Linked DNA regions of Mus musculus: regions 1, 2 and 3 are each linked to region 4. A link is a contact called in public HiChIP or PLAC-seq and promoter capture Hi-C data. All regions are on one chromosome and are shown on one strand. The core of a region is the stretch at or near the end of the contact, and the rest is flanking DNA. Distances in the headings are between cores, read along the strand shown. Region 1 holds the start of Hnf4a (hepatic nuclear factor 4, alpha). Region 2 holds the start of Ttpal (tocopherol (alpha) transfer protein-like). Region 3 holds the start of Pkig (protein kinase inhibitor, gamma). Region 4 holds the start of Sys1 (SYS1 Golgi-localized integral membrane protein homolog (S. cerevisiae)).

Evidence for each region. Promoter capture Hi-C pulls out the DNA fragments that hold promoters and counts their contacts. HiChIP or PLAC-seq counts read pairs in DNA pulled down with a chosen protein or histone mark.
Region 1: an HNF4G HiChIP or PLAC-seq map of pancreatic cancer cells shows a contact between it and region 4. The contact joins the promoter of Hnf4a here to the promoter of Sys1 in region 4. A contact is called at or near these places in 3 of 39 promoter capture datasets (liver and pre-B cells) and 1 of 115 datasets of contacts at active chromatin or transcription factors (pancreatic cancer cells).
Region 2: a contact with region 4 is called in a promoter capture Hi-C map of pre-B cells, with 7 times the contacts expected there. The contact joins the promoter of Ttpal here to the promoter of Sys1 in region 4. A contact is called at or near these places in 2 of 39 promoter capture datasets (liver and pre-B cells) and 1 of 115 datasets of contacts at active chromatin or transcription factors (microglia).
Region 3: a contact with region 4 is called in a promoter capture Hi-C map of pre-B cells, with 3 times the contacts expected there. The contact joins the promoter of Pkig here to the promoter of Sys1 in region 4. A contact is called at or near these places in 2 of 39 promoter capture datasets (the C10 cell line and pre-B cells).

Annotation. Positions count from the first base shown.
Region 1 is chr2:163,545,893-163,549,359 of GRCm38.p6, forward strand. Hnf4a (hepatic nuclear factor 4, alpha) reads left to right here and starts at 1,263. Exons shown (of 10, transcript NM_008261.3): 1 at 1,263-1,527. The coding sequence starts at 1,413.
Region 2 is chr2:163,600,378-163,603,839 of GRCm38.p6, forward strand. It overlaps Ttpal (tocopherol (alpha) transfer protein-like), which reads left to right and starts at 1,937. Exons shown (of 5, transcript NM_181734.3): 1 at 1,937-2,037.
Region 3 is chr2:163,656,961-163,660,147 of GRCm38.p6, forward strand. Pkig (protein kinase inhibitor, gamma) reads left to right here and starts at 1,426. Exons shown (of 4, transcript NM_001039391.2): 1 at 1,426-1,532.
Region 4 is chr2:164,458,817-164,462,374 of GRCm38.p6, forward strand. Sys1 (SYS1 Golgi-localized integral membrane protein homolog (S. cerevisiae)) reads left to right here and starts at 2,155. Exons shown (of 4, transcript NM_025575.3): 1 at 2,155-2,304; 2 at 2,477-2,713. The coding sequence starts at 2,552.

The sequences.
Region 1 (3,467 bases), core at 13-2,512, 910 kb before region 4:
ACTCGGGGAGGCAGAGGCAGGCGGATTTCTGAGTTCGAGGCCAGCCTGGTCTACAAAGTGAGTTCCAGGACAGCCAGGGCTATACAGAGAAACCCTGTCTCGAAAAACCAAAAAAAAAAAAAAAAAAAGAAAGAAAAGAAAAAGAAAGAAAGAAAGAAAGAAAGAAAGAAAGAAAGAAAGAAAGAAAGAAAGAAAGAAAGAGGGGGGAGGGAGGGAGGGAGGGAGGAAGGAAGGAAGGAAGGAAGGAAAGAAGGAAGGAAGGAAGGAAGGAAGGAAGTTAGTTTGGGCAAAAGGGAAGAGGGACCCTAAAATGAGAAGAGGAATTAGTTGGGCATGGTGGCACATTCCTGTTAGTTCCAGCTCTTGGAAGGCTGAGGCAGGAGTGTCAAGAATTTGAGCTCAACTTGGGCTCCATAGCAAGACAAAATGATGGTTTGGGGGTGAGGCGTTAGCCAACGCACCTTGACAGTTATTTTTAGATCTTATGTATTACCCAAACTACCCTTTCAGATTGCCCCATGCAGTCTAGGAGATGGAAACTGAGGCTTGGGAGGAGAATCATTTACTTAGTGTCACAGTTCTCATGGGGCAGGTGCCTGAGCGGAAGCCCAGGTCTATGGGCTGCAGCTCTTGTCTGTGCCTGTCCTGGGAGGGGTATGCACTGTGCAAGCATTCAGTGTTTTCAGGAAACCATCTATGGTTCAGCTGGAGCAACCAAGAGATATCCAACCGCTGGGTGAGTCCCAGCGGTTCCCAAAGCATGTGACAAACCAGAAGGGAACCAGAAGAATCCTCTTCAGCAAGATCCGAAAGACCCAAGTGTGGGCTTGGGTGTTAGGTTTCCAGTTCAAGCGACCCAGGACAGCTTTATCTCAAATTGAGGATAGAAGTCAATGATCTGGGACGTGATTGGCTTAGGGCTTCATAGTGGTAGGCTTGCCAGTGTCTAAACATGTCAGCTGGGTTGTCCACCTTGGTGAGACTTGGGGGCTGCTGAGGCAAGGGGTCCAACCAATGCCAGTCCTGTTGGGTGCCTGCCTTGGAAGATTGGTAAGTGACTATTAATGAGCGGGAGGTGGGGGGGGGGGCAACAGTTGTAATTAGCACCCCAGGTGTCAGTCAGAAACCAACAAACAGCCAAATCCTCGTGGCTCCACCCAGCCTACCCAGCAACGGGGGTGATTAACCATTAACTCCTACCCCTCCCCACAGAGCCTCCACCCTCTGCAGAGGCTAGGCCAGGACGCCAGGCTGAGTCTCCCAGAGGACAGTTTGAAAGAGAGGAAGGCAGAGAAGGGACCTGGGAGGAGGCAGGAGGAGGGCGGGGACGGGGGGGGCTGGGGCTCAGCCCAGGGGCTTGGGTGGCATCCTGGGCCGGGCAGGACAGGGGGCTAAGGCGTGGGTAGGGGAGAATGCGACTCTCTAAAACCCTTGCCGGCATGGATATGGCCGACTACAGCGCTGCCCTGGACCCAGCCTACACCACCCTGGAGTTTGAAAATGTGCAGGTGTTGACCATGGGCAATGGTAGGTGGGGGCAGTTGGACTGAGGTATGGAGCGGGTCTTTGGCACTAGACTTTGGGATGGGAGGGAAAATGCAGAAAATTGTAGGTTGGTCCTATAGGCTCGTACAGGTGTTGCCAGGCGAAGCAAATGGGCCTTCGTCGTACTGTGGCCAGAGGCATTCTGGGTGACCGAGGCCTGCCGAGGTGGATTTCCAACAGAAAAATTCCCCAGACCCTCCCTACTTAGGCCCCCGGGGGTCTTAGGCTGTCCCGATTACCATGTTAAGGAAATGGGGCCGTGATAGTGAGCTTCCTCCGGGTGGCTGCAGAAATCAATCCTGTCCAACATGGCCCTATCTTCGGGCCCCTGGGCCCTTTTACGTGCAAGCTACAAAAGGTCTGTCTTGTCTCTAGTGATTGTGACAGGAGGCACGGCTGCGTTTCAGACTTTGGGAAACTGGAGTTCAGGAGAAAAGTAGAATTTCTGGGCTTCCTGTCTAAAAGGCCAACATAGCGGTGTGCGTTTACACGTACGGTCCTAGGTGTCCTTGTAAGAGTATGAGAGGCACGGCAAATGCAATACAGCTGCGTGCCTTTTCCCCTTTTTGAGTTTGTGTCCCAGCTTCATCTGTATGCGTCGAATGGTCTGTAGTTCTGTCTCCAGGATCTTTTGGTTTTTGGTTTTTGGTTTGGTTTTGGTTTTGTTTGTTTGGTTGGTTTGGTTTGAATACATATTTGTATGTATAGTGTCTGTAAATGTGGATGACAGATCTAACATACTTGTAAATGTGGCCATACCCTGTGCTTTCTGCCTGGTGGCCCTGCATGGCATTTTGCTTTTGATATGTGCATATAGCCCCTGTGATACTGGGCACCACTCTCTGGTATACAAGATTGTGTAGTGTCAATTTGGTAGGACTCTTTTTGTTTGGTTGGTTGTTTTATTTTTTTGAGAGAGGGTCTCTACGTAGCTCTAGCTGTCCTGAAACTCACTACATAGACCAGGCTATTCTCAAACTCACAAGAGTGCCACCTGCCTCTGCTTCCCAAATGCCAAGTTTAAAGGCATGCACCCACTAGACCCAGCCTGGTTTTGTTTGTTTGTTTGTTTGTTTGTTTTTGGTTTTGGTTTTTGATACAGGGCATATGTGTTCCTGAGCTGGCTTGAAACTTAGAACATACTCCCAGGCCAGCCTGGAACTTGAGGTCCTTTGATCCAGCCTTCTAAAGCACCAGGGTTATGTTGTGAGAGTCTTCTTCACTGTGACTCTCTACCAAAACTTGGCATTCGTGGCAGCAGCTTGTGTGTTTTGTGTCTCTGTTGTCCCTGTGTCACCATCCTTCAAACACCTGCTCCAATATCACCGAGTATGTGTCTGTGGGGTGGTGGGTGTTTCCTTTGCCAGAGGGTTGAGAAGGCAGGTGTCCTGGGAAGCTTCTGGAAGGGACGGGACCAGGTTCAAGGCTAGCACTGGAGAGAGAGATGGCACTTGGCTGAGGCTGGCCTGCCACCACCCTCCCTCCATGATGCTTCCTCTTCCTTTCAGAATTCAAAGCTTAGGTCTGGAAAGCTGTGTGCGCTCTCAATCTAGCTAGAAGGAGGAGGCAGCGTGTGGGCTCTGTCCATGGTCAGTCCCCCTGCCCCCTCCCCCCTCCCCCGATGCTTGCCCCTAGTATCTCTTGCCAAGTACCATGTGACCTTGGGTACACTACCTCCTTCTTTGTCTCTTGTGCAGTATGGAAATGGGTTTCTTTACCCCAGCTTCGTTGGACAGGGGTGATTCAGAGGGGTTTACTCAGGGAAGTGTTCAGGGCGAACAACTTGCTTCTGCCGGAGATGGTAACACGTGACCCCCCCCCCCCAAACAGGGACAGTATTTGCTGTCACACTCCTGGCCACCACATAGCCTCTTCAGTATCTAGGAGTTCTGTGTTCCTGTACCTGATTAAGTGTCCTGAAG
Region 2 (3,462 bases), core at 687-3,186, 860 kb before region 4:
CAATGTAACTGTAAACATTCTTATAAGTGAGAGGCAGGAAGCTGGAGGTGACGTGTCTCCTGATCTTTTCTACTCAAGAGGCTGAAGTGGGAGAACTGAAAGTTCAAGACCAACCTGAGTAAGTGTCTCAAAAACAAATCTTTGAAACAGGGTCTTACTCATGGTCCTGACTGGCCAGCTGACCTCAAACGCAGCTGAGGTTAAAGGCGTGCATCACGATGCCCAAATTTCTCAAATATTTGAACATGACTTTTGTAAGAGACATGAGCATTCACACTTATGATTCCAGGACTTCCAAATGTGACACAGAAGGATTGTGGACTTGAAGTCAGCCTAGATTACATCAAGTTCTCTCTCTCTCTCTCTCTCTCTCTCTCTCTCACTCACACACACACACAAAGAGAGAGAGAAAGAGAGAGAGAAAGAGAGAGAGGGAGAGAGAACACAGAGGGGGTATTCAGGACTCAGTCAGTTGCCGTTGTGACAACAGAAGCAAGATGTCGGAGTGATGTGGGGAAGACCATGGACCAAATAATACCAGTAGCTCAGTAGCTTCTGCAAGTTGGAAAAGAGAACCAGTACCCAGAGAGACAGCAGCCTTCCCAGCTCCCCGGTGTCTTTAGCAAAGCAACAAAATACATTTGTGTTATTTGAAGTCACTATGTAGTAATTTGTTATAAATGGAACAGGAAACTAACACTTAGATTTGGGCGGGGGGGGGGCGCGGACGGGGGACAGGACACCTATTTAAATGTGAGTTTCTGAGAAACAAACATTTCTAAAGTATGTGTCCCAAATGTTACATAAGGAACCTAGTCTTAAAAATAGACCTTTGTTTATCTGAAATTCAAATTTAACTGAGAGTTCTATATTTTATTTGGCAGCCTAGAAGCTGGTGACTGGAGAGAAGGGAGGACTGCAAGTCTCATGACTTGTAACCTGGGGTGGCGGCACACACTCACTGTCTCAGAAGACAAGGCGCAAGAGTCATGAGTTGGGGGCCAGCTGGTCTACAAAGGCACCCTCTATTAAAAACAAACAAAACAGATAAACATAACTCAGAATTCCCAGGGTACCTCGAACCCCTCTCACATATTTAGTTTGACATCTGGCAAAATCCATTGTGTCCTTATGTCCTTGAAGGTCACTTCCCACCACTCTAGGACTCCACTTATTCATAAGGTAGGGAAAGGATGAGGGACTTAAGGTTATCCCTTTGAATATGACATTTTCTTAGACCGACGAAATTTCTCTCTAGAAATGGTCTGTTGTCCTTATTCTACCTAAAAGAGATTTGCCTCGAAATTACAGTTGCACAAACCATGGGTATGTGTGGTGAGGCTAGTAAATGGGTCAGATGTGGAGTTAATAAACTCCTTTTCAAACTACTGCTGTCTCGAGACAACATTGTGAGCCCCAGAGCAGGAAACAAGTAGTTTCTGAGTCGGGGTCCAGGGCAAGAATCGTTATTCACGAAGAAATAGAGGCGAAGAGGCTAGTGCACTTGGCCAAAGCGGCTCAGCTGATGGCATACTGACACAGGCAGCCAGTCCAGACATCAGCTGAGGACAGAGTAGTTCTGCAAATGATAAGCCTGAGGTCTAGGTCTGAAGCTGGTTTCTGCATTGATTTGCCGCTTCTCTAGAGGTCACAGCAGGCAGGGGGATTGAAAAAAAAAAATATATATATATATATAAAATGAAAATAAATAAATAAAAAGACAATTTAATGAGAAAATGATGTAGAACACTAGGCATATGGCAGTGTGTTCCAGCTTCCCTCCCCGAGGCCTCAGTTTCCCCACCCGAAACCCAACTCAGCTGCACAGCCGGGGCCACCAGGTGGTGTCAAGCCCCAAGTCAGCACTACAAAGTTCACTCATGCGCATTCCCGGATGGGCGCCGCCTACACGCGGCTCGAGCGTCACTTCCGGCGCGAGGGCCGGGCCGGCCGGCCGGGGAGTGCGGGTCTGTTCTGCGCGCGCTGCCAGCCGAGGCTCCTGCCGCCGTGACCCGCGCTCCGCCCGCCGCCGGGCTGGTGAGTGCCCACGAGCCCGGGTGTGCGCCGAGGGGCCAGAGATAGGGACCGGAGAGGGCGAGATCGCCGGAAGTGGGCCAGAGGGGCGGGAGACCCCAGGAAATGGGGACACCTGGGGAGGGGGCGAAGACCGGAAGTAGGGGCCTTGGGACGCTGTCAGCGGCTCGCAGGTCTCTGGGGCTCCGAGAGAGATGGCTTCCTGCCTCCTGTTGTTGTGGACGAGAGGGGATGCCCCGGAGAGAGAGATGGCTCCAGGTGGGGAGGGTGTCAGGCTTTATTTCCTGTCCATCACGTCGTTGTCGAGGCTGACAGCCACTGCTGAGCCCTTGGGGATACAGCAGGAAGCTGCAGGTGGAAGATAGAGATGATGAGACCAGGGTGGGGCTTGACCCTTCTTCGCTCTGCCTCACTGGACAGGGCTTGCCGTACTTCCCCTGATGTTGACGGAGTGCTGTCGCGAGCCGGCACTGGGTCTTGTGGTGACTCCACAGGCAAGTTCTCTGGCCTGTAGTGATGATTCACATTGTAGGAGGTCAGTTCCCTCCTTTGTAAAGTGGCAACTGACGATAATCAGCACGCTCAGTTATTGTGAAGATGAAATGTGGAGCCGACAGTGTAGTTCAGTGGGAGAGTGGTGCCTTGCATGTGCAAGGCCCTGGGGTTTATCTCCAGCAACAAATGCCCAGGAAGAAATAAAGAAACAGATGTACAATGGGGAGCTTGATTCAAAGCAGAACCCTCAGCCTGTAGGACCTCTTTGCATCAGTCCATGATGTAAACCGCACGAGGCAAGGCGTTATTGTTTTCTGCTGTGTCCCTAGCATCTGTCAGCACAGTGCCTGACAGGTACAGGAGGCCATCAGTAATTCTTTGATAAATGACTGGGTGGGAACTGACCCAGAAGAGTTCCTTGTAGACACCTGTGACACTAAGTAAAAGTTTCTAAAGACGAATAGGAACCCAGGGCTGTAGAAACCTGGAGGAACTCACCCTGAGGAAGGGGGCGGGGGGGGGGGGGGATGGAGCGGGGATTTACAGACTAGATCCCATCGCAGTTGGGCCTTGGCAGCTAACATGGAGAGAAGCCTTCATGCAGAGAGTGTCAGATGTGTGAGATAGTCTAAGAATGTGGATTATTAGTTTGTCCTCCCTGGTAAATGGAGGAGAGAAAGGAGAGGGCCTTTGGGGCTAGTTCTATAGTCTGTGGCACCGCGGTCAATCTCAGGCAATGAATTAGGATTCTAGGCACCTACCTGTTGGAAACAAGTTGCCATGGAAACAGCCCAGGGCAGATCCCGTGAGATCAAGATTGTCCCATCCCTTGCTCAGCACACCTCTGTAAAAGTACATTAAAATAAAATATTTATGATGTGGGACCTATATGTCTTATAGCTTTTTAGGTGCTACATTCAGGTTAATGCACAA
Region 3 (3,187 bases), core at 176-2,675, 800 kb before region 4:
GACCCACATGATGACCAAGCTGCACATCTGCGACAAATGTGTAGGGGAATTTTATTTTATGTGTATGAATGTTTCGTCTACATGCATGTCTGTGCACCATGTATGTGCCTGGTGCCCACAGAGGCCAGAGGACATAAAAATCCCCTGAAACTGGAGCTACAGACAGCTGTTAGGTATCATGCAGTTGCTGGGAATTGAAACAGGGTTTTCTGGGAGTGTGATAGGTCCTCTTAACCACATAGCCCCAAGTTAGTGATATGTTTGTTTGTTTGTTTGTTTGTTTCGAGACCGGGTTTCTCTGTGTAGCCCTGGCTGTCCTGGAAGAAACCACTCTCTCAGTCATTAATGACACTTTCCATTTCCCCTGAGTGGTCTAGCTTGTGTGACAATTTATATGTGACTCTCCTATAATAACTAAGGAACTTAAGGTGTACCAAGAACTCCTTAAATAGCTTAAGAAGCCATTCTGACCTAAAATGCAGGAGAATCCTAGGGGCCTACAGGCCTTCCCTATGTGAGACAAGAAGAGGAAACAGGACATTGCTTCTGTGAGGTAGTCAACCCCTTTGCTCTGGCTTCTGTAAACCTGCTTATGGCTCTGGGACTGGGATGAGGCGGACCCTTTCCCTCTGTACAGTGGGATGAGAAACAACTGAGAGGAGGAAAGCCAGTTCTTCCCCCAGCTGTGGGTTCCACCAAGCATGAGATAACTGTGATGCCCACTGCTGATGTCCATCTTTGTAAACCCTTCCTTTAGCCACTCCTTGGCAAGGCAATCTTTTGATTTGGCTCTAAGGCTGCCATCCAAGGCTGTGATTCTGTTAGTGGTAGCAATCAACTGATTTAATCTGAATTCAGATTTAGTCTAATTCATAGTTTTTCCCCCAAGTGGATACGAGCTCCACACCAGCTAGGAGCACCCTTTGAACTTAGGGTCCCTTATATTTGCAGGATTTCCCCCAGGAAACCTAATTGCTGAATATGAATTAATTATTTCCCATGCTGAAATTAATTCTGGTGTTTAAATTTTCGTGCCCCCCCCCCCAAAAAAAAACAAAAACAAAAAACTTTTACTTTTTTGCCACACCCCTTCGTTTCAGAGATTATGACAGAGGAATTTGTCACTCCACATCAATTTTTCTAGTCTTTATTTTCAGTCAGAGGGCTGGGCTTGTAGCTCAGTAATAGAGCATGTGTACCACCATCAAAAAAGTAATTAAAAAAAAAAAAGCTACATCTGGTGGCATAAACATCCGAGGGACAAGCCCTCACCTAGAGCCTCGATGGCCTCCATGCTCATCTTTCACTGGCCACCTCTCTGGAGAGCTAAGACCCCAGCCTCAGGACCGCTTTCCTTCCTCCGCCCATTGCTCCCAGTCGCGTCCCTTCCCGGCCGCCGTAGAGCAAGCGACGCGGGAGTTCGGCAGTCGCGTCGCCTAGGCAACGGCTCGGCGGCGGGCTGCGGGCGCCAGGCGGCCCCGGGGAGGCGCTCGCGCCGGCGGCCGGGGCTCTACGAGGCGACAAGGCGGCAGGTAAGCGGCGGTAGAGCGGGTGAACGTGACCCGGAGAGGAGCGGTCCGCCGGGCGACCGGCGAGGAACGGGTCGCGGGGACGCCAGGCAAGGACAGAGGGCCGGACCTTTGTCCCTTGGGCCCGCGAGCTGGCGCCTGCGACGCCCTCTGACCCCGGCCGAGTTCGGGTGGGTGCGCTTTCCGCTTTTATTCCTATGTATCTCTGGAGCCTCACTCGAAAGTTTTCCTTTTAAATAGTAATTTTTAAAAAGCTCCTATTTTATGAGGGTTGGTCGCGGAGTAGCTAGGAACTGAAGAGAACGTCTGCGTGTGTCGCTCTTCGTTGGTGGTGGTGGTGGGAGGTCGGCGAGATCGGACTTATTTCTGAGTCAGTTTTCTCACCTGCACAATGGGGATAATAATACCTGTCTTATAAGATGATCAAAACGTGTTTTTATATTTAAAATCCTCACTACATGGGCGCTTTTCTTGTTACTACTACGAGGAGCATCATTGAGTATTTATTGAGAACCAGGGCCTGGGCTGATCGCCAGCGGTTTAAAAAAAAAAAAAAGTGAATGAGACGTCTTGTCCTTAGGGAACTCCACTCCTGCCCGTAGGAAACTGACCTATGGACTGGTTTTTGGTGTAATTTGAGCTATGGTTTTACACGTACAGGAAGCTGAATGCAGTGGAGGCTGTTGTAGACCTTCAGAGGTGATCAGAGAGAGAGGATTACACTAGAAGGTTACTTCCAAAAGGAGGTATGTAGCTTGCCTTTTGTCTTGGCCAGAAGACTAGTCTGGTGTGTGTGCCTAGTGTTAGGAAAACGGTGCCTTGAGGAGACAGCCAAACTTCTAGAGACTCTCCCAAGAATTTCAGGCTGGAAGGGAGTCCAAAAGGTAGCAAGAGTGTCTACTTGATGTTTGAAGGATAAGCCTCGGCTCTTCTTGACAGACTTTTTTTAGGGTCGGAGGTGGCGTTATGGGTAAAGTTTTAGGATGTTTGCTTTTTATTTTTTGTGAACCCTCAAGGGATTTGTTTGTTTTAATACAGGATTTTGTGGCCTACAGTCTGGTCTTGATTAATGCTGCTGTGTAGCTGAGGCTTTGCCTTGAACTCCTGACTCTCATGTCTCTGCTCCTGAGTTTGTGAGCTTGCAGAGGCGTCTAATTAGAAGCGGGTGAGCGTGTGCGCATGCGCTTCCGCGATTCTATGCGCGCCCTTGATCAGAAGTAGACCTCTCACCCTCTTTGGTCTCCTTGCTATTATTTTTTGCTTTGCAGCCAGTTCTTTATGGCGATTCAAAACAAAAAAAAAAACAGATATTGACAATTATCTTAGACCTTTTTTTCATTATTAAAACTACATACTCGCTTTAGCAAGATTAGAGGTTTCGGGGCAGGCGAGATGGCTCAGTGGTTAAGAGCACCGACTGATCTTCTGAAGGTTCTGAGTTCAAATCCCAGCAATCATCTGTAATGAGATACGATGCCCTCTTCTGGTGTGTCTGAAGACAGCTACAGTGTACTTACATATAACAATAAATCTTTAAAAAGAGAGAGAGAGAAGAGGTTTCTTTAGCTTACAGTTCTGGAGATTCTTGGAGCCCACTTCTGACCATGTTCTTTTTATGGCAGAGTCCTGAGAGGGCTCAGCTTGTTGAGCATATCACA
Region 4 (3,558 bases), core at 905-3,404:
AAGGTCATGGCGTGATTTCAGAAGCTGTGCTTTCTTCTCATTGGATGAGCCACCTCAACACCCACTCTCCTGCCATCAAATGTAGCCGTGTCTGAGCACAGGGCAATGTCTCATGTGTCCAAACCTGCCTAGCCTCCAATGGACACAAACCCACCATTGCAATCCCTGGAAACATTGAATTATAATGTCTCCTTTGCTGCAGTATGGCACACACTTTTAATTTCAGCACTTGGGAGGCAGAGGCAGGTGGATCTCTTGTGAGTTCCAGGCCATTCTGGTCTACAAAGCAAGTTCTAGGAAAGCCAGCAGTGTGATTACACAAAGAAAGAAACCCTGTCTCGAGAAAACAAGAACCAAAACCTGTTTTGCCATTAACTTTATTTAATTAACTAATTTATTTATTTTAGGTTTTTGATTTTTTTTTTTTCAAGACAGGTTTTTCTCTGTGCAGCTTTGACTGTCCTGGAATTCATGCTGTAGTCCAGGCTGGCTGCAAACTTACAGGGATCCACCTGCCTCTGCCTCCTGAATGCTGGAATTAAAAGTGTGCACCACTACCATCTGGCTAACTTTATGTTTTTAAGAGTGTTTGTTAGCTGGGCAGTGGTGGCGCATGCCTTTAATCCCGGCACTTGGGAGGCAGGGGCAGGTGGATTTCTGAGTTTGCGGCCAGCCTGGTCTACAGAGTGAGTTCCAGGACAGCCAGGGCTACACAGAGAAACCCTGTCTCCAAAAACAAGAACAAAAACAAAAGACAGTATGTTGCCCCTCTTCTCTGACCTTTAGTTTAAACATGTGTATAATGGGAGCAGAGGCCAAAAGAAAAAAAAAAAAGAGCCTGAAAACTCTGTACTAAAGAAAGAAAACACTGAGAATCTAAAATGAAAATAGTCATTTTTTAAAATGTATTATTTCCTTGGGAGTCCTTGGGAATTCCATGTGGGTCTGGAATATAGCAAGTTTCAGACCATCCAGGGCTACATAGTGAGACTGTAAGACCCCTGAAGCTGGGCCTCTGCTCAAGTCCCAGGATGAGTTGGCCAGCACCCCAGTGACCCGAGAGAAAACCACACCTGATGCAAACTGCAAGAGGTTTTATTATTAGGTAGCTGAGGATGAAGTCCCTCTGCTGTGCAGGGGCTGGGAGTTGACCCTGAGCGGTGACAGTAGGGGGCTTTTAACAGCTAGCTGGGGAATTGGGAGGAGTTGGGAGGAGAGTTCTTCTCTTCCGGGTGTCCTTGGTGAAATTTACAAGGCAGGAGTGGGGAGTGAGTTCTTTCTGAATTTTTATCTCCATGTCCTCGGCACAGGAAGGCAGGCATCTCTGGTTGTAAAGTATAGAAACAAAAAGGCTTTTTGCTGGCTATAGAGAACAAAGAGCTTCTTTCTGGCTGTATTTTAGAGATCGGGGGAAACAAGCTTGGGGAACGTCCAGGGGCTTTACCTTCCAGGGAGAAACGCTCTAAGTCGGGGTCCCACGAGACTCTGTCTTTAAAAAAAAAAAAAAAGAAAAGTTCCCTTTTGTTAAATTTAAATTGTTGCCGGGTGTGGTGGCGCATGCCTTTAATCCCAGAACTTGGGAGGCAGAGGCAGGCGGATTTCTGAGTTCGAGGCCAGCCTGGTCTACAGAGTGAGTTCCAGGACAGCCAGATCTACACAGAGAAACCCTGTCTCGAAAAAAAACAAAAAAAAATTTTTTTATATTGTTATCATTGTATTTCTATGAGTGTGATAGTCAGATGATAGCTTACAGGAGGCAGTCAGTTCTTTTCTTCCAACATGTGAGTTCAAGATATAAAATGGTCGTCAGTCTTGGCAGCAAGCATCTAGCCCTCTAACCATCTCACCATTCCTCAGTGAATGCTATTTTATTTTATTTTTTATTTTTTATTTATTTTATTTATTTTATTTTTAAAGTCTAGACCTTCCACCCCTTTCCCTCCTAGGAATGGACCTGCTGGATTTTAAAAATCTCCCTCTAGAGGGCGCGCAAGACCCACGGTTTTGTGCCTCATTTCCGTTTGCCTTCATCCTTCATCTTACGCATGTGCAGAGTTTATTTCCGGGCTGCTCGCAAGGGCCCCTTTGGATGGCGTGTAGGGTTCATCCACTGCGTCTGCGCAATGCCCCTCGGTTGCCGTCCCCGGAAGCTCTCCCTTCCCAGGAAGCCGTGGGCCGCAGCTATTCGGCCTCTCTAGGCCGGCGGGTCCTCCGCTCCATGGTCCTGTCTGTCAGCGCTGTGTCAGGAGGCCAGTGCCGAGGTCCGGTCGCGCTCCGACGCTTCGACCCTCGAGCCGGTCGCGGGTGAGTGAACCCGGGAGGAGCCCGGCGGTCGGAACGGGTGGGTCCGCCCGCCCCGCCTCTCCCACCCGGGAATGGGCTTGCTCCCGGGTCCCAGGCCCTCCTCCCTCCCTCCCGCGCCGTTACCAAGGCGACGGCCGGCCCGCCGGCTGCAGCTCCCTGTGTCTTCCCGCAGGTATCCCGGCGGCCGCGGGACGATGGCGTGGTGGCACTGACAGGCGCGGGCGGCTGCCGAGCCCCGCGGGCCGGCATGGCGGGCCAGTTCCGCAGCTACGTGTGGGACCCGTTGCTAATCCTGTCGCAGATCGTACTCATGCAGACCGTCTACTATGGCTCTCTGGGCCTGTGGCTGGCGCTGGTGGACGCGCTGGTGCGCAGCAGCCCGTCCCTGGACCAGATGTTCGACGCGGAGGTAAGCTTAGCGGAAAGGAGTGGGGTTTTGTGGTGGGGCACCGCCGAGCTCTAAATCCGGCTGGGCCAAGTTCTCATTTTGTGGACACTTTTTTTTTTTAAGAAGGGATTTCAGTGTGCGCTCCCCGCGCGACCCCGGTGCCCATCTGTAAAACGGAACGACGAGAACAGGGAAGGAGATAGAGTCTAGGAAGCAAAGTAGTGATCTACAAAGTTCACGCTCAGGAACTGCGCGTTCGAGATACAAACAAGCAAAATCTCATAGGGTTTTAAAGAACCTTACAGTGTTGTGTTGGCTGCCTATGCGCTTAGCCTCGTAGCCAGCTCCGCAGCTTGTGGCTAGAGGTTGAACACACATGGCAGATACTACAGTCAACAGACTTGTGTCCCGGGCAAACATGATGTCTCTTTCTTGAAACCCTCTAGAAAAATGACTTCCTTTCTCCCAGCTGAGCTTGTCAGGAGCCACAGTAAGAAGAGGGATAGACAAAAGGGCATCCGTAATGATGAAGTGGAAACTGTTAAGACTTGGTGTCAGATAGGTCCCTTTAAATTCCTCTCTGCCCTGTGACTTGGGCAAATGTTTCCTCTCCCGTCTGCAATATCACACTGTTGGTACGAGGTGGTGAACTGTTCAAAGAGCCTGCTGTGCTTAGGGTCCAATCTAGCTGAGAGAACTTGAAGAGTTGTTTTGCCTTTCCAATCCCTTTTATCCTCTGCAAAGTGAGCAGGATAATCCTGTCATGTTACCTATAGTAAAATGTTAAAAGGCCCAGAGGGGTTTAAGAATAAGAAAATGCTTCGTGCCGGGTGTGGTGGCACACGCCTTTAATCCCAGCACTCGGG